Regions from separate parts of the Sus scrofa genome. Here region 1 is linked to region 2. The links are chromatin contacts, called in public HiChIP or PLAC-seq maps. All regions are on one chromosome and are shown on one strand. The core of a region is the stretch at or near the end of the contact, and the rest is flanking DNA. Distances in the headings are between cores, read along the strand shown.

Evidence for each region. HiChIP or PLAC-seq counts read pairs in DNA pulled down with a chosen protein or histone mark.
Region 1: an H3K27ac HiChIP or PLAC-seq map of alveolar macrophages shows a contact between it and region 2. The contact joins two enhancer-like sites. A contact is called at or near these places in 1 of 47 Hi-C or Micro-C datasets (embryonic fibroblasts) and 1 of 2 datasets of contacts at active chromatin or transcription factors (alveolar macrophages).

What each region holds. Positions count from the first base shown.
Region 1 is chr6:165,606,341-165,613,940 of Sscrofa11.1, forward strand. The region is part of intron 1 of MAST2 (microtubule-associated serine/threonine-protein kinase 2); the gene reads right to left. Among named protein-coding and RNA genes, the nearest start is that of MAST2, 9.9 kb to the right of the region's middle. Within about 2 kb of position 4,876, at least 3 of the 83 cell types and tissues checked have an H3K27ac peak or open chromatin away from gene starts, as enhancers often do. A contact at or near this core is called in alveolar macrophages, where this site is marked.
Region 2 is chr6:165,440,098-165,447,012 of Sscrofa11.1, forward strand. All of the region lies in intron 6 of MAST2 (microtubule-associated serine/threonine-protein kinase 2), which reads right to left. Among named protein-coding and RNA genes, the nearest start is that of MAST2, 180 kb to the right of the region's middle. Within about 2 kb of position 1,989, at least 14 of the 83 cell types and tissues checked have an H3K27ac peak or open chromatin away from gene starts, as enhancers often do. A contact at or near this core is called in alveolar macrophages, where this site is marked.

The sequences.
Region 1 (7,600 bases), core at 3,626-6,125, 170 kb after region 2:
ATGTTAAAGAAAAGCAAGAGATGGGAGGAAAGCCTACATATTAAAAGAGACAAACAAATCTAGGTTTTTCTTTTTCCTTTTTTTGGCCGCACCTGCTAGGGGCCTTTCTCAGGCTAGGGATCGAATCAGAGCTGCAGCTGCTGGCCTACGCCACACCACAGCAATGCAGCATCTGAGCCACAGCTTGCGGCAGCACCAGATTCTTAACCCACTGAGCGAAGCCGGAGATGGAACCTGCATCCTTACCCAAATCTTATGCCGGGTTCTTAACCCACTGACCTGCAATGGGAACTCCACATATCTAGTTTTTAAAAATGGGCAAGATACCAAGCAACAAACTCTTAATAAAGACTGTAGATGTGTTAACCGTTAAATAAATCAATAAATTACTTACAAAGGACATTAAAAACGGGCAAGATTTTTAATGAGACCCTACTGCAGAGCATGGGAAAACCTACTCAATAGTTTGTAATAACCCATATGGGAAAAAAGAATGGATATATTTACATGTATGATTAATTCACTTTGCTGTACATCTGAAACTAATACATTATCCGCCAACTATATTCCAATGAAATTAAATTTTTAAAAATGTCTTAGATACAAATTTATAGAGAAATATAAGGAAATGATTACTTAAGTAAGGAGAGCGATTACCTCTGGAGGGAGGGAGGGGACTGGAACTGGAACGGGGCCCAGGGAGAGGAGTTTTGAGAACGGCTGGCAAAATTCTTTTTCTTCACCTGGGTAACAGTTATGAGGGTGTTTCATCTTATAATAATTCGTTGAACTACACGTTTGTTTTTACTGCTTTTCTACTTATCATATTTTACAATAAACAAGTTAAATAGGAAAAAAGGAGTAAAGAAAGAAAAACTGCAAAACTAGGGGTCTGCTACAAAAGTAAGGGAATATCTTGCTACACATAAAAATACCACAGTGACAAAAAATAAAAACATAGAACAAACATTTAGGGAGGTCCAACTGAAAGTAGTCATTTAAAATCTTGATTTAGGAGTTCCCGTCGTGGCGCAGTGGTTAACAAATCCGACTAGGAACCATGAAGTTGCAGGTTCGGTCCCTGCCCTTGCTCAGTGGGTTAACGAGCCGACGTTGCCGTGAGCTGTGGTGTAGGTTGCAGACGCGGCTCGGATCCCGCGTTGCTGTGGCTCTGGCGTAGGCTGGCAGCTACAGCTCCGACTGCACCCCTAGCCTGGGAACCTCCATATGCAGCGGGAGCGGCCCAAGAAATAGCAAAATGACAAAATAAATAAATAAATAAATAAATAAATAAATAAATAAAACCTTGATTTAACTACAAAAACAACACTGTAAAATAGACATTCTTATCTTCCTTCAAATTCAAACCTACTAAACTACTAAGAGAATTCAAACCTAGACCAAAGTATGCTTCTCCTCTGTAGTCTACTTAAATGACATTGATAAAGAACTCACATCAGTAAGAAAAGTAAAAATAGTCTATAATAAAAACATGAAAGCACATAAGTAAGGAAATCACAGAAAAAATTTTCAAAAAACCCCAATAAATCTACAAAGATTAACTTCACTAATAATCAAGGAAATGTATTTAAAGCATTGAGATGCCATCTAAACACAGCAAATTAACAAAAAGTAATAACCTGATAACACCAAGGGTTGGCAAGGACAGAGGGAAACATCCCAGGTCAAAGTACATATTGATACAATCACTGTAGAAAGTAATCTGGTAATAATATCCAGCAAGAGAAACTCTTGCATATGTACACAAGGATATTTACCTCTAATATGGAAAATGGAAATAACCCAACTGTTTATATATTATACAAATTATTTATTCAAAGGAACGCTACAGGAGTTTCTGTGGTAGTTCAGCGGCAACGAGCCTAACTAGGATCCATGAGGATGCGGGTTTGATCCCTGGCCACTCAGTGGGTCAAGGATCCGGCGTTGCCATGAGCTGTGGTGTAGGTCGCAGACACGACTCGAATCCCTCATTGCTGCGGCTCTAGCATAGGCCAGTGGCTACGGCTCTGATTAGACCCCTAGCCTGGGAATCTCCATATGTCACAGGAGCAGCCCTGGAAAAGGCAAAAAGACGAGAAAAAAAAAAAGGTTTGCTGACTCATGACATAATTCTCATAATTCTCAAAAACAATGTTGAGTAAAATAAGGTAAGAGAGCAAAAGGATATACATAATAACACACAATTTATATAAAATTTAAAAGCAAATATTCCGGAGTTCCCATCATGGCTCAGAGGTTAGCAAACCCAGCTAAGCATCCATGAGGCCTCGGGTTTGATCCCTAGCATCGCTCAGTGGGTTAAGGATCTGGCGTTGCTGTGAGCTGTGGTGTAGGTCGCAGACACGGCGGCTCGGACCCTGAGTTGCCGTGGCTCTGGTGTAGGTCAGCGATTACAGCTGTGATTGGACCCCTAGCTTGGGAACCTCCATACGCCTTGGGTGTGGCCCTAAAAAGACAAAAAACAAAAAAAACGCAAATATTCCCACATCTTGCTTATGGATAAATATCTTTAGTAATGAATTTTTTTTCCACTAACGCAATAGTTTAATATACACCATCTTCAGAACAGTGATTTCCTCCTGGGGAAGAGAGAAGTTTTGCACAAAATCATAAAGCCAATGAAAGCACAGAAATATGAAACTAATCTTAATTCCCAACCTATAAACCCCAGTTTATCTCTCTAAAATAATTTGATAGTTAAAATGAAAGCATCTTCAACTTTTTTTTTTTTTTTTGGCTGTGCTGGCAGCATACAAAAATTCCAAGGCCAACTCTGAACCATGCCACAAGCTGCAGAGACCCAAGCTGCAGCAGTGACAATGCCAGATCCTTACCTGCTGAGCCAGCAGGGAACTCCAAAGCATCTTCAATGTTTTAAGAGCACAGGCTCTAGAGCCAAGGCTCTTTTGGGCTCTATCACTTACCACCTGGAGGACCTTGAAAAAGGACAACAGGATGCTTACATGCAAAAGCATGAAATTACTCTCTCTTTTAGTCACATTAATACTAAAATTAGCTCAAAAAGGATAAAACACCTAAATATAAAGGCTAAAACCATTAAACGGGTAAAAAAAAAAAATGAGTAAATGTTCATGGATTTAGCAACGGTTTCTTAGGTAAGAGAAATCACAAGCAACAAACCAAAAATATAGGTAAATTGTATTTCATCAAAAATTTTAAAATGTGTGTATCAAAGAAAGTGAAAGACAATCCACTGAATGGGAGAAAATATATGCAAATCATTCTGATAAGAATCCAGCATTCAGAATAAATACAGAACTGTTACAATTCAACAATAAGCAACCCAATTTAAAAATTGGCAGAGGAGTCTCTCCTAGGGATGACTTGAGCCCTGCCCCTTGATGGGAAAATCAGAACCTGTAGAATCTTATTTGCAATTGAAAGGAAAAAAAAGGCAAAGGGTTGGAATAGACATTTCTAGGAAGAAGATATGCAAATGGTCAACAACCAATAAAAAGATGCTCAACATCATTAACCTACAGGGAAATGCAAATAAAAAACACAAAGAGATGTCATTTACATCCAGTAGAATGACCACATTTTTTTAAATTGGCAAATAACAAGTGTTAGCCAGGTAAGGGACAGCTGGAAGCCTGTAAATTGCCGGTGGGACTGTCAGAATGGTACACTCATTGTGGAAAACAGTTTGTCAGTTCCTCAGTAAGTTCAACAGAGTATTATCATATGACCCAGCAATTCCACTCCTGTATACAGAAACAAAAAACTGAAAAACAGGTGTACAAACAAAACTTATACACACATGCTCATAGCAGCACTATCGCAATCTCCAAAAGGTATAAAGAACCCAAATGTCCATCAGTTGAATAAACAAAATGCTGTATATCCATATAATGGAATACTACTCAACCATAAAAAGGAATGATATATGATGATACACGCTACACTGTGAACAGATCTCAAAAACATGTACGAAAAAAGCCAGACATAAAAGGCCGCATATCATACGATTTCATTTATATGAAATGTCCACAGTCCATAGAGACAGAAAACAGGTTAGCGGTTGCCAGGGACCAGGGGAAGGAGGAAATGGGGAGTGACTTCTGGAGTGATGAAAATGTTCTGGAATTAGGTGGTGGGGAAGGTTGTACATCCGAATGCACTGAATGTCACTAACCGTAAATTTTATGTTAAATGTATTTTACCATAATTTAAGAAGTCGAAGCATATATAGAGGTAGGCTTTCTAAAGGGCCATACTTCCTTCCAGAAGCCTACTAAAGTGAGAACAAGGAGTTCTCTTGTGGCACAGCCAATAAAGGATTGGGAGTCATTACTGCTGTGGCAAGGGTTCAGTCCTTGGCCCAGAAACGTCCACATGCTGCAGGTGCAGTCAAAAATAAAATAAGGTAAGAAGAGCTAAAACCCAGTCACCTTCCTCTCTGGCTTCTCTGGGCTTCCTTGTGGCTTTTTTCCTCTTCCACAGGCTGGACTGACAAAGCGAGAAACTCCTACAGACAGCTCTCACCGGCCACCAGGACCTGCGAGAGCGGGGTCTGCCATGGACAGAGGAAAACAAGCTTTTCCAGATCTCCTAGGTCTTCCTGGGAAAAGGCCTTTACATGCATTCAAAACAGTGACTAACTACCCCAAACCCTGTGGGCCTCTAAAGAATGAAGGTTCTAGGTGATCTACACCCAAAATAAGAGGATTTCCAACACAGTCCTAGTGTGGACTGTGTCAGGGTTGGAGGGCTGTGGACTAGCTGGATAGCGACCAAACCTCCCCCCTGGGCACAATCGAAAAGACCTGCCCTCCAGCAGCTACGCTAGGCCTTGTGACTCAATTCTGACAACGGAATAGGGCTAAGTGATTAAGCCATTTCCAAGTCTGGCCCATCAGCCACTCCCACAAGATCCCCCACTTGCCGCCTCAGGGGACCTTGGAAGCCGTGTGTAGAAAATGGTAGCGCTTCCATTAGTCTGGGTCCTTTCAAATGTATTTGTTATAGCAACTAGTGTTCTCAGATAAAAAAGGCTACCAACATGAGAGCTAGTAATAAAATGTCCCTTTCTCTTACTGGTCAAAGGCAGGACTCAGATTCCCTGGGGTCATCTAGAAAAAAATCATCTTGATATCACCTCTTTGAAATAACTTAAAGACTTTTTAAAAATTAATACCAACAATTTGAAAGCTCTGTTGTCATTAAAGCATTCCTGCAGGCCTGTAATAGTCATGAAAATTAGAAGGTCTGACATTACGGTATTACCTCTGCTTTGATGAAATACAGGCAGAGAAACTATGTGGCTTGTTAATCTCCCAACAAATTAAAGGTTAAAGAATTTGTGCATCTGCTACTCAGGTTCACCCCAGGAAGTATTTTATTACATTAAAGTTGGTACAACTAAAATGATATCACAGAATTTTAAAATGTGGTTTCCTTGGCCTGATTTTGCTCTTAATTACATTCTAAAACCTAGGGAGACTATAATATCGTCTAAGCCAGTTACTTAATAAAGAAAACCATAAGTTTCCCTAAAGGGAAAAGCACCAATTAAAGCCATCTTTCCAAGCTGAACAAAGTAAAAGAACAGCTCAATAACACCAACACATCAAAGATCAAGCCCTATCTTTCTCGATTACATTTATTTCTAAAACCAGATGAAAACACAGAAAAATACGAACTCTAAGCTCACACATTTATGTATGCACCATAAAATATGATAATTAACCATTATTGAGCACTGATTGTTATCAGGCTTTGTAAAAAGTACTTTACATGGATTAATTTATTAATTCTAACAACAACCCTATAAAATTGGGCATGACAGCATCTCCATCACACACATGTGGGATAATTAAAGCTCAGAGAACTCAAGTAACATGCAACAGGTCACAGAGTTGGAATCTGAGGTCAGAATGACTTATTCACTACACCAACCCTTCTCATTCACTCAAGAAGTATTTATTTAGTACCTCCTATACACAATTCTAGAAGCTGGAATATAGCAGTGAGGAAAAAAACGACCCAATTTCCTACCCTCATGAACCATATATTCTAATGTGGGAAATGACAATAAACAACAAATATGTGATAGTAACAGGTGAATAAAGGACATGACTGAAAAGCGGGAAAGGGAATGACCAGTATTAGTTTAAAGACACTGAACAAGGAGTTCCCTGGTGACCTAGTGGTTGACTCAGTGTTGTCACTGCCCTGGCTCAGGTTCCATCCCTGGCCTGGGAACTTCTGTGTGCCATAGGCGCAGCCAAAAATAAAGAAGCCTCTCTGAAGAGGTGATATCCGAACAGAGACCTGAATGGGACAGGAGGCCAGCCTATGGATGCATCTGGAAAAAGAACACCTCAGTAGAGAAGTCCTCAAAGGATCATTTTTAAAACGTCCTCACGCAGGAGCGTGCTTAACATACGTGGAGACCAGGAAGGCAGCCAGTGTAACCAGAGCTCGGTGCCAAGAGGAATAGAAGAGAACGAGGTTGGCAAAGGCGAAGAGGTGGACCGTGCGGAATCTTACAGGACAAAACTAGCACTTTGGATTTTGACGGATTGTGATGGAAAGCCACTGCAGGGTTTTGAGCAGGGGGTGACAAACTTTGATTTTAGCTTAAAGGACGATTTCGATCTTGCTGTATGCAAATTATCATGGGTGCGGAGAGGAGGAGAAGAGCAGAAGCAGGAAGACAGGAGACAGTTATAGAAAGCCATGAAAGATGACAAGCTAAGAGTTCCCACTGTGTCTCAGCAGGTTAAGAACCCAAATGGTCTCCATGAGGATGCGGTTCAATCCCTGGCCTCACTCAGTGGGTTAAGGATCCAGAGTTGCTGCAAGCCCAGGCAGAGGTTGAAGATGTGGGTCGGATCCAGTGTTGCTTCGGCTATGGCAGAGGCCTCAGCTGCAGCTCGAATTAACCCCTAGCCTGGGAACTTCCATATACCACAGGTGTGGTGGGAAAAAGAATGAAAGATGACAGGCTAACATTAGGGCAGTGACAGAGCTAACGGCAAGGTTTCATGAAAGGCGAAATGTATCACCAATCACATCCGATGGGCTGAATGTGGAAAATGAAGTTAAGAAACCAATCAGGAGTTCCCATCACGGCACAGCAGAAACGAATCCGACCAGGAACCACGAGGTTGTGGGTTCAATCCCTGGCCTTGATCAGTGGGTTAGGGATCTGCTGTTGCTGTGAGCTGTGGTGTAGGCCGGGAGCTGTAGCTCTGATTCAACCCCTAGCCTGGGAACCTCCACATGCCGCGGGTGTGGCCCTCAAAAGACAAAAGACAAAAAAGAAAAAAAGAAAAAGAAAAGAATCAAGGCGTTCTCTGGTGGCAGAGCAGGTTGGGTTAAGGATATGGCATTATCACTGCAGCAGCCTGGGTCACCGCCATGGTGTGGGTTCAATTCCTGCGGGGGAACAGGCATGGCCTCAACACTACTACTACTGCTGAGACTACTACTGAGACTAACACTACTACTAATGATAAATATAATAATAATAAATAAAAGCAACTGGTTGAGTGACATGAAGACTGGGTTTGGCCACTGGGCTTTGGCCAATGATGACCTTAACCTAAGT
Region 2 (6,915 bases), core at 739-3,238:
ACTTTCACCCTGAAGGAAGAGACCAAGGGTATTTGCCTTCCCCGACCCTCTCAAATATCTCCTAGGCAGTATCCTACTAAAAATCATTTGTTAGCACAAAAAAGGTCAGCAAATTTGGAACACTTCGACATTTTTAAAAGGAAACTGCATTACATCACTTAGTCTAACCTTTTAAGTAACTTGCCACGAGACAACCAGTAAATTTCCCTCTTATACCCAATTTTCCAAAAGTCCCTCAACACCATTTCAGAAGGAATTGTAGCAATTCGCCTGTGAGCTGTGGCATGCGGCAGCGCGCCGAGGGAACGACGGACTGCGGGTGTACAGTGGAACACCACACGGTGTCCGTGATGTTAGGTACAAATTCAGACACAGTCTGACAAATGGATCTAATGAGTACAGCAAAGCTTGTGGGGGTTTTCTGGGGTCTTTTTAGGGCTGTACCCGTGGCATGTGAAAGTTCCCAGGGAGTTCCTGTCGTGGTGCAGCGGAAATGAACCCGACTAGGAGCCATGAGGTTGCAGGTTTGATCCCTGGCCTCGCTCCGTGGGTTAAGGATTCAGCATTGCCGTGAGCTGTGGTGTAGGTCGCAGATGTGGCTCAGATCTGGGGTTGCTGTGGCTGTGGTGTAGGCCAGCAGCTGTAGCTCCAATTCGACCCTTAGCCTGGGAACCTCCATATCCCGAGGGTACAGCCCTTAAAAAAAAAAAAAAAAAAAGTTCCCAGGCTAGGAGTCAAATCAAAGCTGAAGTGGCCGGCCTACCCCACAGACACAGCAACGGCAGATCCTGCTTAATCCATAAGCCTGCATCTCCATGAATGCTAGTTGGGTTTGTTACTACTGAGCCACAATGGGAACTCCCTAGTAAAGCTTAATTTAATCATCATTTTTCATGATAAAAAGTAAGCAGTTTTTATATTTTCCCCTCACACCCAAGTACATCAGCTTTTAGAGAACCACTGTGGTGAATGCTGCTATTTGAAAATTCTAAGTAGTAGAAAGGTACAAAGCAATCAGAAAAAATGCCCAGCTTTGGAGTTCCCACTGTGGCACAGCAGAAACGAACCTGACTAGGAACCATGAGGTTGTGGGTTCAATCCCTGGCCCTGCTCAGTGGGTTAAGGATCTGGCGTTGCTGTGAGCTGTGGTATAGGTTGCAGTCGCAGCTCAGATGCCGTGTTGCTATGGCTGTGGCGTAGGCCGGCAGCTACAGCTTCGATTCGACCCCTAGCCTGGGAACCTCCATATGCCGCAGGTGCGGCCCTAAAAGGCAAAAAAAAAAAAAGTCCAGCTTCAAAATTTCATAGACTGAGTAGAAAGAGGAAAGGAATTAGGGGGTTTCTTCATTAAGTCAGTCAAAGGCAAGGTGATTAAGGACTTCAGAAAGCCATAGTAAAGTCAGACCGCATTCGCCCAGAATTAGTTTATAACAGCTTCTGCATAAAAGGCGTCTTCTGAGTCTTAATAACTGAGTATGTCCTCTTTCCCCTCTGCCTGTTTTCAAACCCTTGATGGCATCTACCAGAATTAAGGGCAACACATGGTACATCTTTATTCCAGTGTCAGGGAGGTAAGTACTTGCTACTTCGTCGGTTATTGAGATTTATACATTTGCTCACTAGAATGTTCTAGAGCTGGTTCACAATTCCACGTCTAATATACCAAATATGGCCAACATCAGAGAGAGGAATCTGGCTTCCAAGTTATGGGGCAGTTGCCAGAACAGAGCCAAAAACAGATCTGTATGTGTGTGATTATAATCTTTGGCAAAAAGCGTCTGTGATTCAGGAGTAAATAATGATGCATTCCTACTACCTGGAAGCTGATGACATAACAGATTATAAAAGCATTCCTCCCAACAGGTCAGGCTCCAAAACAGTTTTCCAAAGGTACTCTTCTGACACTAACTAGGTGTACTGCAATTCAGTTCCGACACCAACCACACGGAGTTAGCACAGAACCAACAGGTTAAGGGCAAAGTCCTTAACGAGTCTGCCTCACTTCCTGCTTCAGCCATAAAACGTGGGAGGAGGGAGGTGCTTGTACTTCTGACCTACAGTGATTATAAATTCAGAGGTTTCCAGCTGCAATAATTCACTAGAATGACTCACAGAACGCAGAAAGTGTTCTATGTATCATTACAGTTTTACTAGAAAGTGTGTACAGGGGTGAAGTTGGGAATGAATGCAGAGCTGCTGTGCCCCCTCCTTGTAGAATCTAGACCCCTGGCCTCCCAGTACATAAATGTGTTCACCAACCAGGAAACTCTGCTCTGAGCTTCAGTGTCTACAGTTTTCATGGGAGTTCCCCCTACCGCATAACTCATTAAATCACCGGCAACACAAGTGAACTCAATCTCCAGCTCCTGTCTCCTCCCCAGGAGGTTGGGCTGGACAAAAGCCCCAATTTTCTAATCATGTGGTTGGTTTTCCTGGTGACCAGCCACCATTCTGACGCTACAGGGGGCCACCATGCGTTGCCTCAGCAGCAGTCACAAAGACGCGATCACTCAGGAAGTTCCAAGGTTTCTAGAAGCTCTGCGACAGGAACCTGGGATTAAGACCAGGGAAACTGTTCATCATACAGAAACTGTGGCTGAAGAAGTCTATGCTGCCTTTATTGTCTTTTCTCTATTTTTCCAACAGTCCTTTTACCAAGAGGCCAAACACTACTACTGTGAAGACCGTGACAATAAAATCAATAATTGGAATTGGTCGTCTTTTGAAGGAAGATCAGGATGGTAGAATAGTAACATTTTGAAGAAAATATCTAAGTTGACCCTTCTTACTGACTTAATAGTCACAAGTTCTGACCCCAGAAAAATCCTATCATTGAAAAGAACTTTTCCTTAAAAACAGCTAGAAATAGGAGTTCCCGTCGTGGCGCAGTGGTTAACGAATCCGACTAGGAACCATGAGGTTGCGGGTTTGGTCCCTGCCCTTGCTCAGTGGGTTAACGATCCAGCGTTGCCGTGAGCTGTGGTGTAGGTTGCAGACGAGGCTCGGATCCCGCGTTGCTGTGGCTCTGGCGTAGGCTGGTGGCTACAGCTCCGATTCAACCCCTAGCCAGGGAACCTCCATATGCCGCAGGAGCGGCCCAAGAAATAGCAACAACAACAACAACAACAACAAAAGACAAAAAAAAAAAAAAAAACAAAAAAAAAACAGCTAGCAATAGCTCAACAGGACAAAAAATCTAGTAGAAAACCTAGCAACCCGGAAAAAGCAGACCTTCTCAACTCTACCAAGCAGTTTAACGGTTGAAAAGAAACAGTTCAAAGACAAATAATCATCCATCCCAGAGACACAAATTATAACAACACATATAAACAAACAGAACAGGGAGCAGTCAGTTGACCTTTAACCAGCTGCTTCATTTCCAGGTTTAACTGGCTATAAAGAAACACGATTATATAGCAAGCGCTTGCATAAATACCATCCAGGTTAACAACAGGTCATCTTCCCATCCAAACTCCTCCCCACCCCAGCAAACGTAATCACTGCCCTGACTTTTACAGCAATCACTTCCTTATAGCTTTACCAACTAAGTATGTATCTCTAGATACTTTAGTTTTTCAATTTAAAAAACTGAGATACAGGAGTTCCCATGGTGGCACACCGGAAAGTAATCCAATTAGTAACCGTGAGGTTACCGGTTCGATCCCTGGCCTTGCTCAGTGGGTTAAGGATGTGGTGTTGCCATGAGCAGTGGTGTAGGTCGCAGACATGGCTCGGATCCCGCATTGCTGTGGCTGTGGCGTAGGCCAGCAGCTGTAGTTCCGTTTGGACCCCTAACCTTGGAATCTCTATATGCCATGGGTGCTGCTCTAAAAAAATAAAAAGTTGAGATATAATCCACACACCATAAAATTCGCCACTGTAACGTGCACAGTGTGGCCGTTTTAGCGTATTGGCGCAGTTTTGCAACCAGCACCACTACCTATTTCCAGAGCATTTCTTTATCACTCAAAAAAGAAACGACCTGTTAGCAGTCACTCCTCACACTCCCTCCCGAAGGCCCTGGCGACCACTGACCCTTCTGTTCCTGTGGAATTGCCTATCCGGGACATTTTCTAGAAATGGAATCACAAAATATGTGACCTTTTGTGCTCCAGTTTATCTATTTTCAAACTTTACCTGAGAAAGCGCCAGACCGTTTTTTTCAAACAATTTATAGTTCCACCAGTGGTACTTAAGTATTCGTAGTGTTTCGCATACCTATCTATACTTGGTTTTATTTTAATTTAAGCCATGTTTGATGGTCATATAATGGTATTTCGCTGTGATTTTATTTTGCATTTCCAGAGATACCAATGAGATTAAAGTATCTTGTATGGAGTTCCCGTCGTGGCGCAGTGGTTAACAAATCCGACTAGGAACCATGAGGTTGCGGGTTCGGTCCCTGCCTTGCTCAGTGGGTTAATGATCCGGCGTTGCCGTGAGCTGTGGTGTAGGTTGCAGACGCGGCTCGGATCCTGCGTTGCTGTGGCTCTGGCGTAGGCCGGTAGCTACAGCTCCGATTAGACCCCTAGCTTGGGAACCTCCATATGCCGCTGGAGCGGCCCAAGAAATAGCAAAAAGAAAAAAAAAAAAAAAGTATCTTGTATATTCATTGGCCATTTAGGTTGCTTTTGTGAATTGCCTGTTCAAATCTCTTGGCCATTTTTTTCTTTCTTTCTTTTTTTTTTTTTTTTTTTTTTTTTTAGGGCTGCACCTGAGGCACATGGAGGTTTCCAGGCTAGGGGTCTAATCGGAGCTGAGGCTGCCAGCCTATGCCACAGCCACAGCCATGCTGGATCCGAGCCGCGTCTACAACCTACACCACAGCTCACGGCAACGCTGATCCTTAACCCACCGAGTGAGGCCAGGGATCGAACCTGAAACCTCATGGTTCCTAGTTGGATTCATTTCTGCAGAGCCATGACAGGAACTTCTTGGCCCTTTTTTCAATTGTACTATCTTTTTATTGACTTACTGGAGGTGTTTCCCCCTCCTCCACCGACCCAGGCACCACCAGGGAACTCCTGGAGTTCTTCAAAAGTTCTGAATCCAAGCCCTTTGTCAGTTTTAAGTGTCATAATTATCTTCTCCATTGTATGGCTTGACTTTTCACAGTATCTTTTGGTGACTAGAAATTCTTAATTTCAATGTGGTCAAATGTCTCACCCTTTCCCTTCATGTTCTTTTTTTTTTTTTTACTTTTTTTTTTCCCCACTGTACAGCAAGGGGATCAAGTTATCCTTACATGCACACATTACAATTACATTTTTTTCCCACCTTTGTTCTGTTGCGACACCTTCATGTTCTTTGTTTAAAAAAATGAAGATGTTCTACCATATACCTTCCAAAAGTTTAGCGTTTTGGCTTTTAGATTTAAATCTATAATCCATGTATACCAAATTGTCATGTGTAAACTTCAAATATTTTACGATTTTTTTGGCCACATCCATGGCACATGGAAGTTCCAGGGGGGAGGAACTTAAGCTGCAGGTGTGACCTAGGTTGCAGCTACAGCAATGCCAGCTCCTTTACCCACTGCACCAGGCCTGTGATCCAACCGGTGCCACCAAGGAGACAAGCTGGGTCATTAACCCACAGCACCACGTCAGGAACTCCTAAATATCTTACACTTTTATTTGTCCATTATACCTACTGAAGCTGATAAAAAAGTCTACAATTCACCTAGAATTGTTTTTTGTGAAGGAAGGTAAGCCTTTCGATTTCTCCATGTGGAGATCCAGCTGTCCCAGTGTCATCTCTGTCATAAACCAAGTGTCCCTACGTGTATGGATGTGCTTCTGGGGTCTTCCTTCTCCTTCCCTTAAGTCTTCTCTTTGATATTCCTTATTTAAGTTAAGGATATCACTGCTCATTAGTCACCCAGCCAGGAAATCTGGAGACAATCAGTACCAACCCTGCCGATTTGATCTCATAAATGTTTCCATATTCCTATCTTTTCTCCATTTCTAACACCCCTTACATCTTGACATTGGCCAGGGCTTCTGACTGGCCTCGCAAATGCCAGCGTATCTTTCCTCTCGAATTCCCAAGCACCCTGGACATCAAGGTAGGAGAGCCCTTAACGACCGGGGGACATGACCGAGTAAGGACAGCTTGCTTTCACACACCCTCCGTCCCCCTGGGCCTGAAGGCGGAGTGGGGATCCTGCTGGTTCTTCACTTTCTCTTCCAGGCACCTTCCAGCTCTACTTCCCTCTTAAAATCAAGACTGATCAGTGACTTGTCCACACCGGGGTCTAAAAGGCATTTCAAACAATAGACGTAAGGGTTCCTGGAACCAAATGACTGCTTTCGGGGGGATGAAGTTTCTAGATGGCACAAGGGAGAAAGATTGGGATAGTGCTTGGAGAGCAGAAAGAATGAAACTAAAATTATGGAGACAAGGTCTAGAGTCTGGATCGGTCCAGGGAGTATGAGACTGAAGTGGCGTGGAGGAGACGCTCACTGGACGGTGGGCGTTCAGTGAACTCCAAGTCCTAAGCACCAAAAAGATCTTCAGCATCAATGTACTGAAACCACTAAGACTAACAGAGGAGGCGCTCCCGCTGTGGCGCAGCAGAAACGAATCCGACTAGGAACCGTGAGGGTGCGGTTCGATCCTTGGCCTTGCTCAGTGGGTTAAGGATCCAGTGTTGCCGTGAGCTATGGTGCAGGTCTCAGACATGGCTTGGATCCTGCGTTGCTGTGGCTCTGGCGTAGGCCTGGGAGTCTCCATATGCCGTGGAAGTGGCCCTAAAAAGACCAAAAATAAATAAATAACAGAGGAGTTAGAACCGAAGAGTAAAAGTGAGTCAAGAATTAAGGTATTTATAGCTGCAATGATGGGGAGTAAGAGATACAATTTAATAGTATAATATTCAAAGCTTTAGGAAATTAGGAAGAAGAGAGGGAGAAT